2 separate regions of the Ovis aries genome follow, and region 1 is linked to region 2. Evidence: chromatin contacts called from public Hi-C data. All regions are on one chromosome and are shown on one strand. Each heading gives the region's core, a stretch centred on a gene start, on an enhancer-like site or on the middle of the called end of the contact. The rest is flanking DNA. Distances are from core to core; before and after follow the strand shown. Region 1 holds the start of RPS6KA5 (ribosomal protein S6 kinase A5). Region 2 overlaps RPS6KA5 (ribosomal protein S6 kinase A5).

What was found. A called contact is a pair of places that touch in the nucleus more often than the background predicts.
Region 1: a contact with region 2 is called in a Hi-C map of tail adipose tissue, with 2.2 times the contacts expected there. The contact joins the promoter of RPS6KA5 here to the enhancer-like site in region 2. A contact is called at or near these places in 3 of 16 Hi-C or Micro-C datasets (blood, muscle and tail adipose tissue).

The regions. Positions count from the first base shown.
Region 1 is chr7:100,672,596-100,675,295 of ARS-UI_Ramb_v3.0, reverse strand. It overlaps RPS6KA5 (ribosomal protein S6 kinase A5), which reads left to right and starts at 1,328. Exons shown (of 18, transcript XM_042252875.2): 1 at 1,328-1,562.
Region 2 is chr7:100,598,051-100,600,968 of ARS-UI_Ramb_v3.0, reverse strand. The region is part of intron 3 of RPS6KA5 (ribosomal protein S6 kinase A5); the gene reads left to right. Among named protein-coding and RNA genes, the nearest start is that of RPS6KA5, 74 kb to the left of the region's middle. Within about 2 kb of position 1,403, at least 27 of the 54 cell types and tissues checked have an H3K27ac peak or open chromatin away from gene starts, as enhancers often do. A contact at or near this core is called in tail adipose tissue, where this site is marked.

The sequences.
Region 1 (2,700 bases), core at 79-2,578, 74 kb before region 2:
ATTGTAGTCAAGATTCTCCCTTATTGTGCCAAGGCTTATCTTTTCAACTATGTTCCTAACATCATATCTCCACCCAGCATTAGCAATCATAACTCACCCTTGTCTTCTCTACTTCCAAGCCGAGCTCACAGTTACTATCTCTGTATGAGATATCTGCAGCTGGTGCTTCTGTTTCATCCTTTGAGTCGGTTATCTCAAGTGCCTCAGTGCCCTAAAACCCTTCCTCAGTTCCTTCACTGAGAACAATTATTGGCATCTGTGCAATTCTCTAGGGTTGTATAAATGTTTTATTTCAAATCCTGCTTTAAAGTTTCCTGTATATACACAAAGATTGTTTCTCATGTTCTACTGAAAGCTGCTAAGGGACAGGATTTGTATTCTATCTTATTAATTTACGTAGTCTTTTGGTGCCTGAAAAGAAAAAGTATTAGTTGCTCAATCGTGTTGGGGACTCTGTGCAACCCCACGGCTGTGGCCCGCCAGACTCCTCTGTCCGTGGCATTCCCATGCAGGGATACTGGAGTGGGTTGCCATGCTCTTCTCCCGGGGGATCCTCCTGACCCAGGGAATGAACCCAGGTCTCCTGCATAGCAGACAGATTCTTTACCGTTTGAACCAGTACAAAATGAAAATGTTTATCCACTGCAAAAGTCCTCAAGGAGAGCTGGGATTGTGAATTTTTGAAATGTCTAAGAACTACCTGTTCTCAAGCACGAACTCCACTTTACTTTGTTCAGAACTTACTAGGACGAGCAACATCTTTTAGAGACACACCGAGGCCCAGCAGGCGCAAACCTTGGAACGCTTGAGGCCTTGAGGTTCGAACACCTGCAAACACGTGCGTGAGAAGCGCTTTCTTCCAGGCTCCTCCTCTGTCCATGGTGATTGACGGACCAAACTGTCCAATCAGCCCTCCCCGCCTCTTTCAGCAACAGCCAATCACAGGCCCCGAGCGCCTCCAGACTACGAGACTGTTTACTAACATCGGAGCTGGGGGATAAGGGGCGTGGCCGTCCTGGGAATGTCGGGGACGGGAAGGCTCCGACTGCGCGTGCGCAGCAGCGCGGGTGGGCGGAGCAAAAGCCGGCCTCACCAATCGGATCGCACGCGCTCCTCCCTCGCCTGCCGCCCGCGAGCAACAACAGTTCGAGCCGCGGGGCGGGGCGGCTCGCCTCGCGTCAGACAGCGCTGCCCAACGGGGCCCGGCGCTGGCGGCGGCGCGCGCCCCGCGCCCAATCGGCGACGGCGACTCGCAAGGCCGCCGACCCTGCTGGCTGTGGGCGGGGCGGCTCCGGGGGAGGCGGGGAGCGGGGCGGAGTGGCTGCGCGGGACTCGCGGCGCCCGCCGAGGGGAGGCGGCGGGAGCGGGAAAGCGGCTCGCCCCGGCGTCCGGGCTGCCGAGCGGCCGCGCCCCGGCTCCGGGGGCCGCGGCGGGAGCTGAGGCGCCGGGCGTCCCGGAGCAGCCCGCGCGCTCGGGCGAGGGGAAGATGGAGGAGAAGGGCGGCAGCGGCGGGGACGCCGGCGGAGAGCAGCTCCGCGTCGTCAAGCACGAGCTGCGGACGGGTGAGCGGCCCGCCCCCTGCCGGCCGGGCCCGGCGCGGGGCTGCGCGGGGCGGGGCGGGGCGCCCGGCGGGCGGCGGGCGCGGGGGGCCCGGGCGGCGGGCGCGGGGGGCCCGGCGGCGGGCGCGGGGGGCCCGGGGAGCGCGCCCGGAGCCCCCGGGGAGCGCGCGGCGCGCCGGCCTGGGCCCGCGGCGCTGACTGGCCCAGGGGTGCTCGCGCCCCGTCCCGCCCGGGGACGCACCTGCCCCTCGCGCGTCTGGGAGGCGCGCCTTCCTCGCTGCGGGGGGAGCGACGCTTGGCTCGGAGCGCGGCTCCCCCGCTCTCGCCTCCCTGGAGGGGCCCCTGAGGTGCGGGCTCCTGGGCCCGGGGAAGGGGCGGCTGTGCCCCGGCCGCGTGCAGTCCAGCCGCAGCGCTGCAGGCGCTGAGGGCTTTACGAGGCGGCACAGTGAAGTACCGGACGTGGCCTGGAATCTCTGTCAAAGGTCTTCTGAGGAGGCTCAGTAAATTCAAAGCTCCGGGTAAACCCGGCTGATTAGCCCCCTTACGGCGCTCACGCGCTGATTTTGGGGTCTCTCCAGTCGACTCAGGCTTTATACTTGTTACTTTAGTCCTCGTGGGTCTGGGTTGTTCCTTATGGGAAACGCTTCTTCCGACTAATCGGTGTAGATTGGGTTCATATTTGTGGAGTCCAGTCCCCTGTTAGAGATCCTTTTTCATTTCTGAACAGATAATACATTTTAACGAGTTGCTCATTATTTACTAATAAGTATTTCTGTGAGGGTTAAGAATTTCGATTCAGCTTCTTTGGCATCTTGGGATATTCTTTTATTGTGTGGGGACAGAGCTTACGTAGCAGGTTTCAGGTGTGTGCCTAGCACACCTTGGTATAGTTTTGAACAGATTGCAAAGTTATATCTGTCGCTTGTTCTTTTAGTTTTTGTTGTTGCTGGTTAGCATTCCATTGAGCGCCAGTGTGGTGACTTAAGAGGGATGTCAATTGCATGCTTACTTATTTCAACATTAACATTGGCTTAAAACTTTTTTTTTTTTTTTTGGTCAATATGAGTTTGTTATGTATCTTGAGCCAGTTACTCCATAATTTTTTGGAGTTCCTAATGTAACTTGTGTGGGCTTGTTTGGT
Region 2 (2,918 bases), core at 154-2,653:
GGAAAAGACCCTGATGCTGGGAAAGACTGAGGGCAGGAGGAGAAGGGGACGACAGAGGATGAGATGGTTGGATGGCATCACTGGCTGGATGGACCTGAGTTTGAGTAAACTCCAGGAGTTGGTGATGGACAGGGAGGCCTGGCGTGCTGCAGTCCATGGGGTCGCAAAGAGTCAGACACAACTGAGCGACTGAAATGAACTGACACCTCCACATGTTCATGAAACACTGTTTAGTATGTTCAGTTCTTTTTTGAGTACTTTTGTTCCAAAATGCCCATTGAACCCAGTAAATTGGTATTGTTGCCCACTAACAAGTCATAGCCCACAGCTGAAAAAAAACTGGTCTAGAGAGACTGGCATAGGGAAGGCAGATGGATTGATTGTCAGTGTCTGGGAAAGGGAGAGATCTTTTCTCAAGCTAAATCATATATGAGGAAGGGATGTGGCCAGGCACTGTAATCAGTTCTTACGTAGTTGAGGCAGGTTTACAAAGCAGTAGCCAGAGAGAGATGACACCATGTTAAGATACTTTCCTTTCCACAGTGTTGGCAGCTAAGTTTCCTGAGCTAGTGTCCCTAGGGAATGTTGTCAGGCGTCATACATAATCCCACATTAAAAGGGTTGGGGATTTCCCTGGTGGCTCAGACGGTGAAGAAAGTGAAGTGAAAGTCGCTCAGTTGTGTCCAGCTGTTTGCAGCCCCATGGGCTATGCAGTCCGTGGGATTCTCCAGGCCAGAACACTGGAGTGGGTAGCCTTTCCCTTCTCCAGGGGATCTTCCCCACCCAGGGATTGAGCCCAGGTCTCCCGCATCACAGGCGGATTCTTTACCAGCTGAGCCACAGACGGTAAAGAATCTGCCTGCAATAGAGGAGACCCAGGTTCTGTCCCTGAGTCGGGAAGATCCCCTAGAGGAGGGCACGGCAACCCACTCCAGTATTCTTGCCTGGAGAATCCCATGGAGTAGCCGGACAGGCTACGGTCTGCAGGGTTGCAAAGAGTCAGATTTGACTGAATGAGTAGCACTGCTTTCTTTCCTAAAAGTGATTTCTGCATGAAAGCCCACTGTTCCCGCTCAAGGGGAAGGGTCGGCGCGCTCGCTCTGCCGTGGATTGGCATTGTTAGTTTCTCTTCCTAAAGACTTCCTCCACCTTGAAGTCAGGCTTGTCAGTGGAGAAGGGTATTTGGCCGTATGCTGCAGAGGTTTTGCTTTGTTTGCTCTCTATTTTTGTTTTTCACGCATTCAACTTTGAGTTTCCCCAGCGTACCGGCTCCAGAGTTCGCTAAGATACAGAGTGAGTGAGACCAGAAGTGAGTGAGACCAGGCATGGTCCGTGGGCGTGTGGGGTGTGCAGCCCAGAAAGCTGCACCCGGCTGAGTGAGAGCTCGTTTCTGACCGTTCCTGCGACAGTGCTAGCGGAGTGTGGGACTGGAGGAGCTGTGCTGGTCTGGGGAGTCAGGAGAGGCTGTCACGTCTGAGGGAGTGAGTAGATGACGGTGAGAGGTGGAGCGAGGCGGGAGGAGGCGCGTAGTTTAGGCTGCAGCAAGGACTCTCACTATCTGAGGAGTCGTGGGAAGCCAAGTGTTTTGAGCCAGAAGGGTTATTTTTTTAGCAGCGATTTAGACGACAGCAGAATAGGCATGTTTACTAGATGAGGATGCGTGCAGACTTAGAGGAGGAGTCAGCGTGGTTGCTGGTGAAGTCACCGTCAACAAGACTCCAGTGTTCTGGAATGGGGAGGGGGTGAACTCCAGGGACACTGACTGTGATCTCCGAGTTGGTGGGAATCTCTCTGCGATTACATCACTGGTACTTGGCGGTTAATCAGAAAAAGCTTGTTCAAGTGGAAAATTGTTTTAAAAGGATATATAAATATGTACTTTGAACATACTACTTTTCACTTAAAACTTATAAATACATATTCATTTTGCATGCAGGCACAAGAGTCTTTGAAAGTAAGTTCTTAAACAGTGGTTTAAGAACCACACTCCTAACACGTCGTCTACAGTCACGTTTCCAGTTCTTTAAAGTGAAGTGGGAACCAGATGCATCTGAAGTGATCTGGGTAAAGGTTTCCCTCAGCTTCTATAGCTACTTCACCCACGCCTACGTTTTTGACAGTCTTGGGGTTTGTTTTTCTCCCCCAGGTGTCTTGCTTTTTGTAGCTCTTTGAAAGCTCGTAGCCTCGGTTTTTCTCTTTTCTTTCACATTTACATTTCCGTGGCTTCTGCATACGTAATTAAATTATGTAAGAACGACATACAGGGCAGGCGCACGCCAGCCAGGCAGTGCGCGCCGGCGGCTCGCGGGAGGCGGAGCAGCACGGGCGGCGGCAGCAGCGCACGCAGGGCCGGCCGGGGTGGCGGGCTGCAGGGCTGTCTCTCGGGTGGAGAGGCGAGTGCCCCTAGTGTCGGGAGCGTGCAGGTGGGAGTCCCCAGGAGCGCTTCTGCAGTATATATATATTTTAAAGCAATAGTTCCAGTACAGAAGTTACAAGATTGGAATAAACCCCAAGTGTGGCATGACTGGGAAGCCAGAGTGTACAGTGTATAGTGTTTAAAGCAGCATTAATAAAAGTTTGAGTGGCAGGAAACGGTGCTCTCACAGAGTGTCAGCATTCGGATCCCAGGGGGATCCAGTGTGTTCTGGGTGAGCAGAGGACTGAAGGAGTTAATCCAGGCGCCGTCTAGTTCTTAACTGTTTTCTCCAGAACAATGCATGTAAACGTAGACAGATTCTCCTTGCATTTAATCATACGGCATTGTAAGCTGATTGCATCCACAGACGGACCGTAAAAATTTTTTTTTTTAACAAATTGATCACATTTTAATGCCAATACTTCCTGAATTCAGATTTTACAAATAAAGTGAAGAGATCTGTTTAATTGTGCTCAAGATAAATCTCAGCAAGAACGCTGCT